Linked DNA regions of Capra hircus: region 1 is linked to region 2. A link is a contact called in public Hi-C data. All regions are on one chromosome and are shown on one strand. The core of a region is the stretch at or near the end of the contact, and the rest is flanking DNA. Distances in the headings are between cores, read along the strand shown.

Region 1 (3,658 bases), core at 1,018-3,517, 200 kb before region 2:
CAAAAGGCCCAGAAAACTCACACCAAAACCTTCTGGTCCCAGGGTCCCAGAATTTGAACTTATCCTAATTCTATTTTTGTCTTTAAGGACCCTGCTTCTCCAATTTCTTTCCCCATTATTGCCTGACACCCCCCACCCCCAAGGAGCCTTCTTAGACAGTGTTTTTTCCTAGTTGAGACTCTCTCCCATGAAATTTTAATACTTGCTTCCTTAGGATTTTCTATATACAATATTATGTCATCTGCAAATAGAGATCATTTTACTTCTTCCTTACACAGATGTCCTATATATCTGTGTATGTTCTGTGGTCCTTTGGAAGGTCAGAAACCATTGGAATATCTAAAGTGTTAGTGCCCGCTCTACCTTGAACCAATTTTCATCCTCTCTGGGGCCATATGGCCCCTGTTGAGAACGCATGATTTAGGGTAAGGCCCTATCTCTAGTTATAATGCAAGTCAAGAAGTCATGATTGGTGTCAGCCCCTCCACGTGGCTTGGTTCACAGTGGGGATGAGGTGAGTCTAGGCTGCAGGGAGATGGGAGGGAATGCGGGCAGAGGTCTCTGAGGATACGTTTCCCTGGGGTGGCCTTAGTCCTGGACTCAGGCCCAGATCCAGGCTGAGCCTGGGGCTAGGAGGGATGGGGCCGCAACATTATTTATTTCGTCTTGGAATCCAGGTGTCAGCTCCAAAGCTTTTGGACCTGAATAAAGCAGAAATAGATCTAGAATTTCAACTGACTCCCCCTCTCAAAAAACAAAACCCAAAGTTTGAAAATCTCTACCCACTCCTACAGAATGCATTTGCTGCCAACAGAGGGAAAAAATTCCTTCATTCTTGGCTCAAGGAACTTCCTTATACTCAGCCCCGAAGAATTCTTTCAAGACCAGCTGCCTGGACTATGCTGAAGTCAATTGATAAATATTATAAATATCCCAAAGTTGATAGCTAAGCAGATTACAAAAGCTAGCTAGCAAACCACAGAAAATTTCCACGAAGCTATCCAGCCAAACAATCGTGACCGGAAATATTGCAAAATCCAGTGTCTCGTGTCTGATTGTCTAAAATTGCATTCTTTGTGCAGACAAAATGTAGAGGGCCTGGGGGTAGGGTTTATCTGAGGGCTGACTTTCTCCTGGAGTTCTCCAGCCATGCAGGCCTGGCCGACACCACAGTGGACTGATTGTAGGGTAAAGCAGACCAACCAAGGAGAAGGCAGGGGGTGGGTGGCCCTGGGCCCACGGTGGTGGTGCCCTGGTCAAGTCTGCTTGAGGGGGTTGTGCGGGAGATGATGAGTAGTAGTTAGGATGTGGGCTTTGGAGAGACCTGGTTCAAACACCAGCTCTGCTGAGTGACCTTGAACAAACAACTTAGCCTCTGAGGTCTCAGATGCAAATTGGAGGTGATAATACATACTTAGAAAATTGTGGGGATCAGATGAAATACATAGAGCATTAACTTTGTGAATTGAAAAGTGAAAGTGTTAGTCACTCAGTCATGTCCGACTCTTGTAATCCCATGGACTATAGCCCACCCGGCTCCCCCGTCCTTGGGATTCTCCAGGCAAGAACACTGGAGTGGGTTGCCATTTCCTTCTCTAATGCATGAAAGTGAAAGTGAAGTCGCTCAGTCGTGTCCGACTCTTAGTGACCCCATGGACTGCAGCCCACCAGGCTCCTCCGTCCACGGGATTTTCCAAGCAAGAGTACTGGAGTGGGGTGCCATTGCCTTCTCTGTCAGACGCAGCAATACTCAGTAAAAAATAACTATACATCCAGTGCCACAGAGGATAAGGCACTGGGTTGACTCCCAGAAAGCGACTGGTCTATAATACTCCTCTCTCTTGCCCTCCCCTCCCCCTCCCCTTAACCTCCCTCTCTCCCCCTCCTCTCTCTTCTGGTTCCAGTTCATTAGGATTTGGGCAACTCTGTCCCCAGCTCCTTTGACTAGTACCTCTGTCCGAATCTCTTCAAGCCTCCTCCACCTTCTCCTCTACCCCGATGGGGTCACCCTGCAGGCTGCAGGCTGGATGGATTTACTACAGCTTCCCCCTGACCCCGGCCCCTACCTGGCTACCAGACACAGCCCTCTGCAGGAAGGTCACTTTCACGTAGTACCAACAAAAATGTGGGTTGGACAGAGGAGGTCCTGGGAGAAGCTAATAAATACATCAAGTTCCCAGCTGGGTCTGGAGATAAGGGCTCCGGAGACAGGCTGAGGCATCGCTGTATCGGTTCACGCTTCCCAGCCTGTCCACCCTGGTTTTGCTGGCAGCAGGAAACCCTATTTGGGGAACTTCAGAGAAGGCATCGCAGAGAACTGTGGGGTAGGGGCTGGAGGGCAGGGAAGGGGCTGTCCCTTCTGGGGATGAATTTGGTAGGGACAGGCCTGACAAAAAAGAATGTGATGGATCCTAGCCACTGTTCCAGCTGGGGCCGGTGGGTGGGGAGGGATGGTTAGCCCCAAGGCTCAGGAGGGGAAACTGAATCCAAGAACAGAGAGAAGCTTTTCCAAAAGGCTCAGAGGAAGTCGGTGGAAAAGCAGGTACAGCCCCCCACCCCCGATCTCCTGTTCTGGATCCCCTTATGCTGAGCTCTACCTGGTGGTCACCAAGGGGTGGCCATTAGAACTGGACTTGCCTGGCTACAGATTGGAGGCCCCTCTGCATCAGGCCAAGACCCACTGAGGAGAGCTCTCCTTTCTCCAAACCTCTGGCCCAGCCCGCTGCCGGGATGAGGGCTGTAATCAGGGCTATTCCAATCCAGAGCACAACCTCAGTCTGGCTCAGACATGGGCATGGCTCTGCTGCTGATGACCACGGGGCCCAGAGGAGAACGACAAGGGACTAATATAAGAAAGAAGTTGGAGCACCTGTCCCGCTCCAGAAACACCTGCCCTCTGCCGTTGGAGAGGCCACACCTACTGAGAGTCTCGAGGACTTCCTAACCAGCAAGGTCAGTGATGGCCACTGAGCTCAGCCTGCCCTTGACCAGACTGCCCTGGGAGGGCATCTCAGAGAAGCTGCCTGCCGGGGGCATCTCCCAGCCCTGCCTGCTCTGTGACCTCCATCTGGGCCTGTCTTCTCTTCTGTAAAGTGGAGAGGTAGGGAGAGAGGACCTCCAGGGCCTGAGCTCTGATGCTCTGCAAATCCAGACAGCTCCCTATCTCTCCTTCATCTCAGGCAGGTGCAGGCTTCAGAGAGTCCTTCTGACTTTGGCCCAGGTGACCTGTTGGAGCCTGTCCAAGGGATGCTTGCCTTCCGGAAGCTGGCTCATACACACAGGAGATCTGATCATGCTGGGAGGTACCTGCCCATAAGCTCTCTTAGGGCAGAGACAGCGTCTGCCTGGTTCACAGCTCGCCCAGGCCAAGCAAGTCACCTGGTGGCAGGGTGGGGGCCTCTGCATAGTTGCTCAGTTGTGTCTGGCTCTTTGTGACACCCCCCACCCCACCCCACCCCATGAACTGTAGCTCACCAAGCATCTCTGTCCAAAGGGATTCTCCAGACAAGAATACTGAAGTGGGTTGAAGAATACTGGAGTGGGTTGCCATGCCCTTCTCCAGGGGATCCTCCCAACCCAGGGACTGAACCCCGGTCTCCGGCATTGCAGGCAGATTCTTTACCAGCTGAGCTACCAGAGGTGGGGAGACTCAATTAAT
Region 2 (3,822 bases), core at 1,035-3,534:
AGGACAGCCAGCCCCAGAGTCTGAGCAAGTGGTTAAGAGAGTGGACTCGAGCCATCTCCTCCACTGGGACAGGTTCCTGCTGCACCTCCACTGGGACAGGTTCCTGCTGTACCTCCACTGGGACAGGTTCCTGCTGCACTGCCCACCTCTGTAGAACAGATGTAGTGGCAGCTGCCTCACTGGGTTCCTAGAGGGATGAAATCAAATTCATCTCTACAAAGTACTTAGAACAGAGCCTGCCCATGATGAGCGCTTCGGGTCTGGTTCAAGCTCTGGAAACCCAGCAAAGGAAGCTGCCATCGCTTCTCGCCAAGGAGAGTGGAAAGGCTTTGTCAGGAGGGAGACTGTTTAAGAAGGGATCTGCAGAGATAGGGTGAAGGCGCCTCCATCTTGCCTGTGGAAGAACTGTAACGGCTCAGAGGAGAACAGGACAGAGCCTCTGTTCTTCCCCCAGCCTTGGTTCTGAGACGACAGAAGCGCTCGTGGAAGGGGAGCTGGGCTTTGAGGCTGGAGGGGGCAGGGCCGGGGCCACATTGGACCTGGACCACGGAGTTGGGTGAATAACCTCTGCCTCACTGCCACCAGGCTTCTTTCTTCTTCCCTCAACTGCCTCCCCACCCCAGCCTGGTGCCTACCCTGCTTTCCTGGAATCCACAGAGGAAGGATATCCCCCAGCCCCACAAAGAACCCTAGAACTCCCCTAGCAACTCTGCTATGCCTCACCATGCTTTAAGGAGTAGGACTCCTCAGCACCCATTCTACGGATGAAGTGACTGAGACAAGGCTTCACGGGGGCAGGCTCAAGTCTTTGAGTCCAGCTTCTTCCCACCTCCCAGCATCCCACATTTATGGGGTCCAGTGACCGACCCCCGAGGGCTCCACTCCCGCCTCCCACCAGAGCAGACTGGAAGACAGCCGTGTCTGGGGCCTGGCTGAGCTCAGCAATGCCTCTGCACGGTGCATTATTGATGGGGCTTCTAATTGTGCGTTTCCCAAAGTCTACAGGCCTTTGATGAAAAATTCATGGCACGCCCGAGGATGGGAGCAGATTCAATCGATAGGCAGCGCGGCAGGCGTGCGAGCCCAGGGCCCCTCTCATTGAGGGGGCGGGCGGCTGAAGGCCGGGCTGGGAGAGGATGTTACTCTGGCTTTGCCTATATCCCAGGCTTCTTCCCCGGGATCTTGGGATGGAGGTGGGTGGAGATGGGAGATACACCAGAAGGCAGCAGCCTGTTTCCCCTGTGGGGAGGCTGAGGGGCAGGACCAGGAAGGTCTAGGCCCATATCTGGGATGCCATCTGAGAGGCTGGCGCTGCCCAGAAAGGGTGGCCAAATCCTTCACAAGCCTCATTTCCTTAGAGAAGGGTTAGAACCCCCAGGGGTCCCACAGAGGAGATGATAACATTTCCAGAGCTGCTCACGTGCCAGGCACTCTGATTAGAGCTCTACCCACCCCCTTGCCCCAGCCTCAGTATCCCTGCCTCCCAGCAGCTCTGGGAGGTGGGTGTGATCACACTCTCCACCTCACAGAGGAGGAAACTGAGGCCCAGGGTGGGACTCGAACACAGTGCTGAGCAAACACAAAGCCCACTGCCTTCCCACAGCTTCCAGCCAGCTCAGGTATGAGCCCCAGAGCTGTGTGGGGCTTATTCTGCTCCATACTCCTGCCTTTATGATATCATATTCATATGATAGAGAGGAAGAAACCCCATGAGGAATGAGTGAATTCTACAGGGTCTCAGAGTAAATTCAATGAGAAATGAGGCCTGCCAAGGAAAGGAGTAAGAGCCCACCTACAATACTGACAGGGGCCCCCACCCACACAGAACCCTGGGCTAGCACCCAGCAGTCGGGGGTGGGGGTGCCTTAGACAGGCTGGAGCTTTGGAAACAGGTCAAGCTGTCTGTCTTGGACTGTCTTCTTGAACCACCACTGAAACCCCAGAAACCCCCATCGTTCCTCCATGCATTTATTAAATAGATGAGCAAATATATATGGAGTCCCAGCTTCATGTAGACATCTTGCTAGGGGCAGATGGAGGGGTGGGGCCATCAGAGGAGGCTTTGGGACCAAGCTTGCCTGAGATAGACAGGCTGGACCCAGCTCAGTTGGGGCAAAGCCAGACAGAAAACGCCAAGCCCTAGGAGGGTGTCTCGGCAGTCCCAGGCCAAGGGCAGTTGTAGCAGATGGCTTTGCCTTAGAGACCAAGGCCGTTTCTAGGTGGTGGGCTGCCTTGTTTGGGTTTGTTTTCCATTTGCTTCCCAGGGAGTTCCTTTTAAAGACATCCACCCATGCTGTCTCCACTGAACTAACAGGAAAGGAATTTGTCCAGACTATCAGGACAGCGGAGATGGGAAGGCCCGGGGGGCAGGCTTGGGGCGCTAGGCCTCACTATGCAGCTGCAGGAGAAAAGTAAGCCCGGCCTGGACCACTGCAGGAGGACTGCTGAGGGTTCAAGGGCCAGAGAGAAGGGAGACTGAGGGCTAGAAATAGGAGGAGGCTAAAGGGAAGAGGACAGGGGAGACTAGGCTACGGGGTAACCAAAAGGCAGAGACAGTGGGAATGGATGGCGAGACTAACAGGAGACTGAGGCCTACATAGAGGGCAGGTCGCGGGGGGATGCTGAGACTGGGGTTGGGGAGACAGAAGGTTGGAGCCCTTCAGGGTCTTGCCCGTTTCCTGGTCTCCTGGCCCCACAGCCCTTCCAGGTCCTGCCATCTCCTTGCAGTTCCCTGGCTAAGGAATAAGCCTAGCCTGATTCCAGCCACCCCACCCAGATGCCCTTACCCTGGAACAAAGCGGGAGTGGTCCCCTGGGCCTGCCTGCTTCCAGCGCAGGGCAGGGCTTAGTCACCAGGCAGGCACTTGTTGTAGCAACGGTCCCTGGGGGCCCATCCTGGGGAACGGAACTGCGAGCAGGAAAGATGGGGGAACCAGAGTCTCCATCCCCTCCAGCCCCCCAGGCTGCCCCAGGCCTCCTGGACAGCCACTCTGTAAGTCTGCCCCCATACCGCTGGTTCTGGGAGGATGGGTTGGCTTACCTAGCAGCCAGGTGTGTTGGGGTGTGTTGCCTAGCAACCAATAAAGGTATTCCCAGAGCAAGGTAGAGAGAGGACTAGAAGATCAGGCCCCCACAGCCACTGGCCACTGGATGCCTGTGGTCACTGGAACCTCTGTGGGGCTCCCAGGCCCAGCCCAGGCTACCTGAGCCCACACCTGGGAACCCAGAAAGGGAAGAGAGAAGGACTTCTGGAAACACCCCTTAAAGTGACCACTGCATCCTGCTAACTCAGGGCATGTCTCTGGTCTCTTGGAGGTCCAGCCCTATATCCTAGAAAGTGGCTGGGGCTGGGCTAGCCTGGGGCAGTCAGGCCAGGAGGTCTTGTTGATAGGGCCAGAGCTCATAAGGGCCAGTGAGGGTGAAGAACAAAGCAGATTATTCAGTCATTAAGTCATGTCAGACTCTTTGCAACCCTATGGACTGCAGCACACCAGGCTCCCCTGTCCTTCACTATCTCCTGGAATTTGCTCAAATTCATGCCCATTGAGTCAGTGATGCCATCCAACCTTCTCGTCCTCTGCTGTCCCCTTCTCCTTTTGCCTTCCATCTTACCCAGCATCAGAGGCAGGTGGGGTCATCCAAAAGGAGGGGAATCAGCCTTAGGCCAAGGGGCCTGCCTTGCCTGGGATAGGGACACCTTTCTCCTTCAGACTCCAGGAGCCAAAGCCTTTGTTCTTTCTTCATGGCAAGAACCCAGAGCAGGCCCATGAGGGAGCATATCTCCAGCCCACAGATCAGGAGACCTGGAGTAGGTCAGGGCCTT

Evidence for each region. Hi-C and Micro-C count contacts between places; a contact is called where the count stands out from the background.
Region 1: a Hi-C map of liver shows a contact between it and region 2, with 2.2 times the contacts expected there. The contact joins the promoter of ISLR2 here to the promoter of CCDC33 in region 2. A contact is called at or near these places in 2 of 5 Hi-C or Micro-C datasets (blood and liver).

The regions. Positions count from the first base shown.
Region 1 is chr21:34,009,683-34,013,340 of ARS1.2, reverse strand. ISLR2 (immunoglobulin superfamily containing leucine-rich repeat protein 2) reads left to right here and starts at 2,267. Exons shown (of 4, transcript XM_018066168.1): 1 at 2,267-2,324; 2 at 2,764-2,952.
Region 2 is chr21:33,812,077-33,815,898 of ARS1.2, reverse strand. It overlaps CCDC33 (coiled-coil domain-containing protein 33), which reads left to right and starts at 2,284. Exons shown (of 9, transcript XM_018066619.1): 1 at 2,284-2,991. The coding sequence starts at 2,923.